Linked DNA regions of Danio rerio: region 2 is linked to region 1. A link is a contact called in public Hi-C data. All regions are on one chromosome and are shown on one strand. The core of a region is the stretch at or near the end of the contact, and the rest is flanking DNA. Distances in the headings are between cores, read along the strand shown.

The links. A called contact is a pair of places that touch in the nucleus more often than the background predicts.
Region 2: a contact with region 1 is called in a Hi-C map of an unstated tissue, with 4 times the contacts expected there. The contact joins two enhancer-like sites. A contact is called at or near these places in 2 of 18 Hi-C or Micro-C datasets (embryo and an unstated tissue).

What each region holds. Positions count from the first base shown.
Region 1 is chr24:43,858,989-43,865,102 of GRCz12tu, forward strand. sspo (SCO-spondin) reads left to right here. Exons shown (of 112, transcript XM_073941181.1): 93 at 535-690; 94 at 1,049-1,173; 95 at 2,950-3,086; 96 at 3,173-3,219; 97 at 3,311-3,487; 98 at 3,687-3,848; 99 at 5,552-5,668; 100 at 5,946-6,084. Among named protein-coding and RNA genes, the nearest start is that of kcnh2b, 39 kb to the right of the region's middle. Within about 2 kb of position 3,788, at least 16 of the 62 cell types and tissues checked have an H3K27ac peak or open chromatin away from gene starts, as enhancers often do.
Region 2 is chr24:44,059,993-44,066,106 of GRCz12tu, forward strand. All of the region lies in intron 3 of kcnh2b (potassium voltage-gated channel, subfamily H (eag-related), member 2b), which reads left to right. Among named protein-coding and RNA genes, the nearest start is that of kcnh2b, 160 kb to the left of the region's middle. Within about 2 kb of position 2,954, at least 13 of the 62 cell types and tissues checked have an H3K27ac peak or open chromatin away from gene starts, as enhancers often do.

The sequences.
Region 1 (6,114 bases), core at 2,538-5,037:
GAAACAACAGAGGGACAAAAAATGAAATAAAATATATAAAAAAAATAAATAAATAAAAAATAATAATAATAATAATAATAATAATGTAAATAAAATTTAGCATATTTCGGAAATTTAGTTTCTCCCACCATTGTACTTATTTATTTTAATTGCATATTGTTTTTTATTTGTGTTTTAATGCATTTAATTTTATCATTACAATTTATATACAATTTATTTCAATATAATTTTTAATTAAAAATCATATTAAATAGTAAAAAAAATGTTTATATATTTTTGCAGAAAAATTGTAGCTAATTTTATTTCTCCCCCCCAAAAAATTATATTTTATTCAAAATAATTTATAAAAAGCCTTTAAAAGATGACAAATGCACATCACAAACCTAAAACTCGTATTATGTCAATAAGATCAAACCTTGCTTTATCCTCCTCAGGAATTGACCCAATTAGTATTTCACACTCTTGTAACTCAAACTGCCGGTCTTGTATCGTGATTGAGCAGATGAAGTATGCTGATGTGTGTGTTTCTGTCAGTGTGTCCAATGTCGGAGTGGAGTGTGTGGAGCGAGTGTTTATGCAACTCACAGTTTGAGCTGCGGGTTCGAGTGCCGCTGGTTTTGTCCACCGGGGGGCAACGCTGCACTGATGTGGAGAAACAGAGTCGACCCTGCAGACCCCAAAACTGCAAAGGTGAACATCAACACACACACACACACACACACACACACACACACACACACACACACACACACACACACACACTGCAGTCATGACAAGCACAATCGCATTCACATACAGGATTACATGCAGGCTTAAAACCTTGCAAGACTTAAAATCATGCCATGGTTTCCTAAGATTTGCCAGATTGTTTCACAGATTTTATAGTAATTGCGTGGTTTTTGTAATTATCCATGGAGATAAAATTAAATTATTTACATGTGTTGAATATTTGAGTTATTGTTCTGTTTGTGTTGTTTTACATCATAAAACTCTGAGCATAAATAAAGCACTTGAATTCAGTCCTGTATTGCTCTGTGTGTTTCATCAGACTGTGAGAAACCCTTTGTGTTTTCTGAATGTGGATCTCCATGTGAGAAACACTGTGATCTGATGGGGAAAGCAGACGCATGCATGTCCAGTCAGAACTGCACACCCGGCTGCTACTGCCCTGTGGTTTGGACAGCTTTTTTATTTTATTTTATTTTATTTTATTTTATTTTATTTTATTTTATTTTATTTTATTTTATTTTATTTTATTTTATTTTTATTTTATTTTATTTTATTTTATTTATTTATTTATTTATTTTTTTTGTTTTTTACTTTATTTTATTCATAGTGTTACCAGGTTTTCTTTAAATCATTTTATTTATTTATTTATTTGTTTGTTTGTTTGTTTATTTTATTTTATAGTAATTAATAGATTTAAAAAAAAAACAATTTTATTTTAATTTATTTGCATCACAGTGTTGCCAGATTGTTTAAAGGTATTTTATTTTTTTTATTATTATTTTATTTGATTTTATTCACAATGCTACCAGGTTTTCTTTAAAATAATTTTATTTATTTATTAATTAATTGATTAATTATTAATAGATTTTTTATTGTTTATTTTATTTTTTATTGTAATAAGTAGATTTATCTTTAAAACATTTTATTTTAATTTACTTTATTCAAAGTGTTTCCAGAATTTCTTTAAAAAATATTTTAATTTATTTGCATCACAGTGTTTCCAGATTGTTTAAAGATATTTTATTTTATTTTATTTTATTTTATTTTATTTTATTTTATTTTATTTTATTTTATTTTATTTTATTTTATTTTATTTTATTTTATTATTTTATTTTATTTTATTATTTTATTTCATTTTTTTTTGTTTTGTTTTATTTTATTTTATTCACTGTGTTACCAAGTTTTCTTTAAAATAATTTTATTTATTTAATAATTGATTGATTAGTTAATTAATTTATTTGTTTTTATATTTGCATATTTTATTTTTTATTGTTATTAGCAGATTTATCTTTGAAATAATTTATTTTAATTTATTTGCATCACAGTGTTGCCAGATTGTTTAAAGATATTTTATTTTATTCACAGTGTTACCAGGTTTTCTTTAAAATATTTTATTAGTTTTTTTATTTATTAAATGATAATTTTTTTATTTATTATTTTTGTAATTAACAGATTTATCTTTTAAAACAATTAATTAATTAATTAATTTATTTATTTATTTTTTATTATAAATACCATATTTATCTATAAGAACAATTTATCTTTATTTAATTTATTCAGTGTTACCAGAATTTCTTTAAACATATTTAAATTTATTTGCATCACAATGTTGCCAGATTGTTTAAAGTATTTTATTTTATTTTATTTTATTTTTATTTTTTTTATTTTATTTTATTTTATTTTATTTTATTTTATTTTATTTTATTCACAGTGTTACCAGGTTTTCTTTATAATAATTTTATGATTTTGATTAATTAATAATAGATTTGTTTATTTTATTTTTTATTGTAATTAGCAGATTTATCTTTAAAACGTTTTATTTTAATTTACTTTATTCACAGTGATACCAGAATTTCTTTAAAAAAAAAATTTTTTTTTTTGCATCACAGTGTTGCCAAATTGTTTGAAGATATTTTATTATTTCTTTCTTTAAAAACATATAATTTTATATTATATCATATTTTATTTAATTTTGATCACATTGTTACCAGATTATCTTAAAAATGCATTTTATTTTATTGGTCTATTTTATTCACATTGTAAAAAATATAGTGTTAAAAAATTCAATTATAAATTTGATAAATTTATACTGTAAAATGTTTCTACATAAAAAAAAATGCTTATAAATGTAGTTGTTTTTTTGTGTGTGTTGAACCCTTTAAAATGTAACTCAGTGATGAAGTGTTGGGTGTTGAAGTGTGTGTTGTGTGTTTTCCTCAGGGTCTGGTGCAGCAGAACGGTTCGTGTGTGCGGCCGGATCAGTGTGGTTGTGTTCATCTGCTCCTCCAGGATTCACACAAACCTGTGACCGTCACTGTCCCGCAGGGGGCGCTGCTCACCACCGGCTGCAGGACATGGTCAGACACTGCAGACTCACATCACACACTTACACTTCATTATCATTTCTATATTTGTAAACCTCATTATCCTGTGTGTGTTTCAGTCTCTGTCATGACGGCTCTCTGCAGTGTGATCTACGGGAATGTGAAGGTACATCTCAGATTGTAAACTTGATCAGACATCATCCTCATTTTATGTATATATATATATGTATATGTGTGTGTGTGTGTGTGTGTGTCAGTGGTGGTCAGCGAGTGGTCCTCCTGGAGCTCCTGTTCTCCGTGTGTGGATCTGCGGTCGGTGCAGCGCAGGTTTCGGGCGTGTCTGCATGTGGAGTCGGGTGAGCCGGTCAGCGGGAGTCAGTGTGATGAAGAGCTGGAGGAGGAGAGAGACTGTCCACATGCTGACGTCTGCAGAGGTGCGGCAACAGAACAACACACACACACACACATTCTGTAAAATACACATACACATAAACATATACACAATACACACACATATACATTTACACATGAACATACACATGCACATACACTCATAAACACATACACACACATCATCCTGCTGCAGCTGACCTACACACACACAGTGAATGTGGAGTATGTGTGTGTGTTTAGATGTGTGTGACTGGAGCTCGTGGAGCAGATGGAGTGTGTGTAAAGAGCCCTGCAGTGGAGGATTCAGACACAGAGAGAGACGACCTCTGACCTCTGACCCCAAACCACACTGTGCAGACCTGCAGAGCCAGAGTCAGAGCTGCAACACGGCCCTCTGCCCCGGTACACACAGAACTACCATTGTACCAGCTACTGTCTGTCCTACCTTCCTCTTCCTCTGTTTCTTTTTCTTCTTCTGTTTCTTTTTCTTATTTTTCTTTATCTTTTTTCTTTTTTTTCTTATTGTTCTGTTTTCTTTCTTCTTCTTTTTTCTTTTTTCTTTTTTTCTTATTTTATTTTCTTTTTTCTTTTCCTTTTTTCTTTTTCTTTTTTCCTTTTTCTTTTTTCTTTTTCATTTCTTTCCTTTTTCTTTTTTCTTTTTTTCTTACTTTTCTTTTTTCCTATTTCTTTTTCTTTTCCCTATTTCTTTATCTTTTTTTTCTTTTTCTTTACTTTTTTCTTTTCTTTTTAATTTTTAATATAAATATATAATATATTTTTAATATAAATATATATTTTTTTCGTTTTAATCTTTTTTCTTATTTTTTCCTTTTTCTTTCCTTTTTTCTTTTTTCTGCTTTTTCGTATTTTTTCATTTTTCTTTTTCATTTTTCTTATTTCCTTTGTCTTTTTCTTTGGTCTTTTTCTTTTCTTTTTTACTTTTCTTTTTTCTTTTTTCTTATTTTTTCTTTTCCTTTTTTCTTATTTTTTTCTTAATTTTCTTTCTTTCTTTTTTCTTTTCCTTTTTTCTTATTTTTTTCTTAATTTTCTTTCTTTCTTTTTTCTTTTCCTTTTTCTTATTCTTTTTCTTTATTTCCTATTTTTCTATTTCTTAGTTTTTTCTTTTTCTTCCTTACTTTTTCTTTTCTTTTTTCTTTTCTTTTTCTTTTTAACAATTTTTTCCTTTTTTCTTATTTTTTCCTTTTTCTTATATTTTCCTTTTTCTTATTTTTTCCTCTTTTTTCTTTTTTCCTTTTTCTTTACTTTTTTGTCCTTTTTCTTTTTTCTTATTTTTCTTCCTTTTCTTTTGTTTTGTCTTCTTTTTCTTTTTTCTTCTTTTTCGTCTTCTTTTTTTTCTTCTTCTTCTTTTCTTCTTCTTCTTCATTGTTTATTTGTACTCGGCAAATTAACCCTTAAAATCTTAGTTTAGAAACAAAAACAAAGACTCAAGCACACACTCCCATTAGACAGTGACTTTAGATTGTAATATATTAGTATTTTACTATTACGTTATTTCCACTTTACAACTAAGTAACACATTTAGCTATTTTTATTTGACTTTAGATTGGAATAAATTATTTTTTTTTACCAACACTGCTGATTATAAAGTATTACATTCCTTTACATAATTGACTTTCTTTAACAAATTTAATAACCTCGTCATATATCCTACTAGATCTTTTTTATAAATAATAAACTTTCAATTTACTGTATCTTTCTAGTATATTTGCTGTTTTGAATTTTTATTTTAAAAATAAGAATACTGACTCTCGTTTATCCGTTTTTGATTTTTTTTCTTATATAATAACCTTTTTGATCTATTGTTTGAACACCAACAATCTCATTTTTTTAAATTTTGTATTTCTGTTATATTCCCCCTTTAAAAATAACAAAAATAGTAAAACCAACAAACAAAAAGCTTAATCCAAACTTCTAACAAAATCTTTCTCTCCAATTTGGGGTTTTTGCTTACTGCATTATACAAAAAAAATCATATTATTTACACGTTTTGTTCATTTGTTTCATTGATTTGTTCTGTTGTCTATAAAATGCTGTGGATAAAATCATCTGCCACATGATGAAATGAAATATGCATCCAATCACAGGTGAGCATTGTGAGGACAGGGGGCGTGTCTTTGATGGCTCCTGTGCCAATCAGTGTCCTCGCAGCTGTGCAGATCTGTGGGACCATGTGCAGTGTCTACAGGGCGTCTGTCATCCAGGTAGCTGCTCTTCTCCAGCTTTCACAGATCATCTGATATATAAACAAGTAAAATGAACAGTTGAAATTGGCTCAGAACAGACCTGAAGAAAAAAATAAGCAAATTACTTTAATGTAAATTGACTGCCTTGATGCAAAAGCAACATCAAAATGACATCAAAAACACATCAGAAATGCAAATCATGATTTAATTCAATGTCGTTTTGAAATCATGGTGCCTGCTGGGGTGTCAGATTTGGTGTCAGTGTATGTGTTTGAGTTTGTTTTGTGTGCCGCAGGCTGCCGGTGTCCGCCTGGTCAGCTCCTGCAGGATGGAAGCTGTGTGCCGGTGGATGAGTGTCGCTGTGGGCTCCCGATGCAGAACGGGACACTGGAGATCCGGCCTGGAGAAAACATCACCCTCAGCTGCAACACCTGGTCAGAGGAACCTACTCTACTCTATATTTA
Region 2 (6,114 bases), core at 1,704-4,203, 200 kb after region 1:
GGGAGAGCGTTGATATTAAGTGATTGTATTGTATTGCTATATGGAACAATTAAGTGTTGATGTTAAATCAAAAGTAATTCACAAATACTTGAAAATGAAATTATTTAATGACAATAATTCTCTATGGTTACAACTGAATTAATAACAAAATACTGTATAAAATGATCAAATATGAAATGATAAAACATATGGTATAAATTGCACCCAGCTTAAATGTAAAATTAAAGTTACCAGAGGTAGAAGGAGAGACACAGGGGGAGAGAGAGAGAGAGACAAAGAGAGCAGGCCCAGAAGCCTGATTGTAGTAGAGTCAGAGAAGATAGACTCCAGAGGAGGAGAGGAACAGAGCAGGAGAGAAGCAGGCCAGGAAAAGAGAGGGCAGGAAAAGAGACAGAGCCAGAGTTTACCACCTATCTTGTATCTTTCTTGACCATGTGACTAAAGCCATTTAAGACATTCAAACTGACCAATCAACATGTGACCACACCATAAAACCCCCAAAGTCCACAAAACAGGCCTTGATCTTATCAGTATCTGCCTTTGTAGTCAGTATGGACCTTCTTGAGTCAAAAAGCATGTTTTGTCGCATAAACAAATGCATATGATTATATAGTCTCTTACATGTGTGTATGAAATTACGAATAATAAATGTAGCAGGGCGTTCAATTACTGTTTATTTCTTTGCATTTTGTCTTTGTAAACTATCAAATCAGGGGTCTCACGGTTTTTGTCTCATTTTGTGAGTCGACTGACAATAGCTGCTCGCTCCCGTCTTTCTCCCCAGCTCTGCTGGCCACGCCTACTCCTGCCTCTGATAGCGAAGCTCCACCCCCATTATGATGCATTTCTTTAAAAAATTCTAAAGTAGACTTAAAGCGAAAGTGGTGGGTTTCATGATTCTTCAGTGGCAAACACTGTTACCTAAAACTTCTGTCCCACAGGCTTTAAGGTGAATGCTTTAGTCATTTTCATAGCAGACTTTACTGACAGAATCCTTCTTTGGTTAATGATGAAGAGAGTGATTAATCATCTAGCAGGACAAAAGCAATGGGACGCATTGCATCTGAGTTTCCATTAGATCTGATAGTAGGCCTCAAACCTTGGACCATAATAATGCAATTTGAGGACATTCCTGAAACATACAGTATGCATGCAAGTACCTTGTGTAGAGTTGTTAAATAAGTGACACAAAGGGTCTGATTTTCTTTTCATTTTAAATAACAGATAAGGGTGCTACCCCTTATCTGTTATTTAAAATGAAAAGAAAATCAGACCCTTTTTGTTACTTATTTAACAACTCTACACAAGGTACTTGCAAGCCTTAAAAATAAGGGTGTCACGATCCTCCAAATCCTCGATTTGATTACATTTTCGATTCTAAAGTCACAATTCGATTTTCGATTATGAATAATTAATTAATTAATGACCAATTAATTATTTGTAGTCTACCGTTTAAACTACCTGACCTGCATGGTCTTTGTTTTACCCATAAACAAATCATACAGTAAATGAATAAAGGCAAGATACACACATAATTACCACCTGTCAATCACTTTTTCTGCGGGACTCGTGAATAGGCAGTGATCTGTGTTGTTATAATGGCGTCTGTAAAAAAGACGCACAACCAACAGGAACCAGCCAACAGTATCTGAGGTGTTCGCTAAAATGACTAAGTACAAGTGAGTGAAAGATTGAAGCAGTCCTCTGACTGCCTGGACCTGCTGTCTCGAGCGCATGGCTGCGTGTGCGTCTGTGTCTGTGTGGTCACGTGATGTGCATTTTCAGAGGTAGAGAGGAAGGAGGGCTGCTCAGAAATGCTACACGCCACTGTGGATGTCAAATCGTTGTCGTTCTAAAATGCCATTTAAAAACAAAGACAGTGTAAACAGGGCCTGAGTGTGTACTTTTCGCGAGCGGATTTGCAACGGGGGCGGGCGGAGGATCGCTATGCCGGTGTTGTCTATCGGACGAACCGGGCTTGCAAAACTGTTTTTTTTTTTTGTCGACAACACAAACGTTGTCAACATAACTCACTGGAAATCCAAAATGCTTAAACACCGGCGACTTCATTGAAAGAGGAGAGGGTTTAAGCTCTGTCGACGGGTCTCCTGCTTCTGCAAGCACTTCAACAAGCCTGTTTTTTTCCCACTTGGCAAGCCAAGCTGACGTGACATGGGGCGTGGCAGCATCGACGATTCTATTTTTTTGATTCGATAATCGAAATTAAGCATAAATTTCGATCGATTTCGATTAAAAAATCGAAATCGTGACACCCCTACTTAAAAATGTATTGATAATGAATCATTTGGTGGGCTGGGTTTTTTGAAGTTACAAACAGTTCTCAACAGTAGTGAGATTGTTGTAAGTTCTCTCTCCCAAAAGCCCTCAATGAGGATATTTGAATATTGTTGTACTATAAGTGATTTATAAATTATAACTATAATACCTTAAGAGTCCAAACTAGAATCTAAGCAGTCTATCATAGGATGAGGGGATATTTTGAATGACCAAGGCACTCATATGTCAGTGCTTTTAAATGTGTGTATTAACCTTTCAAAGCTCACCCAAAGGAATGCAGTATATGAAGTGAGCAGGGCCGTGTCCTTATCTGACTGGGTCGTCTGATAAACGATCATGTAAATATCGGGTTTTATAATCTTATAATCTCCGGGAGTTTGACATGCAAATACATGATGAGCGTCTGTCTGATTTGCATAAAGAGATATCAGGAGAATCCCTGTTTGATGACTGGACAGAAAGATGCACAGTGTGTGTGTGTGTGTGTGTGTGTGTGTGTGTGTGTGTGTGTGTGTGTGTGTGTGTGTGTGTGTGTGTGTGTGTGTGTGTGTTTGTGTTCTAAGCATCACTACGTGGGCAGGACCAGTGTTGATCAGCTTCTCCCATAGCAATAGGCAGACTTGTCTTGAATCAACAGGAGGTCATGTGACCTACTTCAGCCAATCACAGAGTGAATCCTCAGCTGATTTGAATACAGATGGATGAATGTTGATTGAACAGGCCATCTGTTGTTCCTGCGAGGCTGAACAGACTCCTCTGATCTCAGATCTGCTGATACTGACGGCTGTGTCAGCATTTCACCTCAATCATTTCAATAAGTGGAAACTGATTGGTGTTCTACATAATAATTATTGATGATCATTTATTGGAATTGACGCTTATTTACTAGCTTTATAGTTGATTGGCAATGAAATGATGTTTAATAGTAATATTAACAAATTATTAGTGATTTTTATTACCTAATTAACATTTTCACAAGACTTTCTTTGACATTGTGAGGCAGATTTTATTTGTGTTCTGATGTTCAGGAGAATTGCAGAGCATGTTTACCGTATCTGTGATTTTCTTTGGGGTTTTATTGAGGATTTTACCCACAAGAATTATTGCTGATAATTAAACAATCATGAGTGAGTGAGTGAGTTCATTTTCCTTCGGCTTAGTTTATTCATCAGGATTCGTCATAGCGGAATGAACCGACAACTATTCCAGCAGATGTTTTACGCCGCGTATGCCCTTCCAGCTGCAACCCAGTAATGGGAAACACTCAAGCACATGCACATTTCTTAAACACACTCATAAACTACAGTCAATTTAGTTCATCAATTCCCCTATAGGGCATGTGTTTGGACTGTGGGGGAAACCAGATCACCCAGAGGAAACCCACACCAACACATGGAGAACATGCAAACTCCACACAGAAATGCCAACTGGCCCAGCCGGGACTCAAACCAGCGACCATCTTGCTGGGAGGCAACAGTGCTAACCACTGAGCCACTGTGTCACCCATCATGTCACCCATCAATTGTAAGTTATTCTTTCTGGCAAATGGATATTTTGTTCTGGATTTATATTTTAATAGTTTATATATATATATATATATATTTATATAATGAATGGTTATTGTCATTAGAATTATGGCTGTTTTTTAATTATTATTTTACTTGTTTTTGTTTCATTATTCTTGATTTGTTTTGCTTTTGAATTCTGTGTATTTGTTTTCCATTTTTATTCTTAGTGAGCTGTCACTGAAATTACTCAGCAAATACAGATAATTTTGTTTTGTTTGGCTGGAATAACAAGTGATTTTGTTTTTTACTTATTCACAACCTTAAAAAAAAGTTATGTCATTGACATCCATTTTTTTTCTGGATTTATCATTTTTATTATTTAATTTTAATGATTATTTCATTTTATTATGTAATTTATATAATAAAAATTTATACTTGTGTATATAATTTACTACTTTTGAGTAAATAATGGGGATTTTCATCTGAAGTATGGGTAGTTTTTTTTGCTATTTTATTTAAATTTTTCATTGGATTTTTTCTTGTTTTATTTTCAATGTAAAAAGTTTGTTTTTGAATCCTGCATGAAATACATATCCTAATATTGTAATTATTAAGCTTTCACTCTGCGCCAGAAATCTAGATTTTTTTGTTTTTGTTTTGCTGAAATGACAGGTGATTCTGTTTTTTTAACTTACCAAGAACATTTCAAGTTTTTGGCAAATGCATTTTTTTCTGAACTTGAATATTTATAATGTCATTATTGTTAATTGTAATTTGATTATGTATTATTAATATTAATTTTGCTTTTTTCAACTTATTTTGGTTTATGATTTTACATTTCTTTCTGAATGTATAAGTTTATTTAATTTTTTATAATTAATGATTTTTATTATTTTTTTTGTTTGTTTTTCATTTTATTATTATTATTGATTTATTTTTGTTTTTAGGATTTTTTAATTTGCAGAACTTACTAATAATGTTTCTTTTAAATGGGAATCAGGGGTGGCACAGTGGCTCAGTGGTTAGCACTGTTGCCTCACAGCAAGAAGGTTGCTGGTTTGAGTCCCGGCTGGGTTAGTTTTTGTTTCTGTGTGGAGTTTGCATGTTCTCCCCGTGTTGGTGTGGGTTATCCGGTTTCCCCCACAGTCCAAACACATGCGCTATAGGGGAATTGATTAACTAAATTGGCCGTAATGTATGAGTGTGTGTGTGTGTGTGTGTGTGTGTGTGTGTGTGTGTGTGTGTGTGTGTGTGTGTGTGTGTGTGTGTGTGTGTGTGAATGAGTGTGTGTGAATGTATTTCGCAGTACTGGGTTGCAGCTGGAAAGGCATCAGCTGCATAAAACATATGCCGGAATAGTTAGCGGTTCATTCCGCTGTGGCGACCTCGGAAATTGAGACTAAGCTGAAGGGAAATGAATGAATGAATGAATGAATGGGAATGCTGAAACATGATGAAATAAGTCCCACCTTCTAAAATAAAAGAACCTGCACGCTTGAAAACATGCACGCTTGAAAACATATGCTTTTTCACATTATTTGAGCTCACGGATCAACATTTATGAGACAGCTCATGCCAGATTTTGTTGCTGATTATAAATCTTTATCTCTGTGTCAATCTATTTCTTGCTATTTCAGGATTCCCCTGTTTATTTAGTGAACACAGTCTCTTGGAAGGCATCTGAGATTATTTAGCATTCTCATCATATTACAGGTGCTGAAGCTCAATTACTGTCGCTTTTATTGCATCATTTAATTACAGTATGAGCTTATCATCATTATCATCAGTCATTAGTGTAATAAAATACTCATTAATGTCTCCATCAGTGTTTGATGAATGAGTTTCCTGCAGATCAGATAAGTGTGTTAGACTCTTCTGCCCTCTAGTGTTATTCTCCAGCATCTACACATTCATTTTCTTCAATGTGTCAGTGTGTAAACACTGTACATCCATTAAATAATCTGTCTGCCAACTAATGGATTAAGATCATGCTGTAATGTTTAATGCTGTTTTTCTGGCTTATAAAATATTAGTTGTGTGCTTTTTTTGCATTTTATTTATATTCATACATCTTTTTTTTACATGCTACTTTCAGTTTTTTGCATTTATACCTTTACATTAGAGATAAATATGATTTTATAATTCTCATTTTAATAAATAATAGTTAAAATGATATTTAATTAATGTAAAGCTCTGAATTGGGGTGGCACAGTGGCTCAGTGGTTAGCACTGTTCCCTGACAGCAAAAAGGTCGCTCGTTCGAGTCCCGACTGGGTCAGTTGTAAATTGTCCGTATATGTGTGTAAGT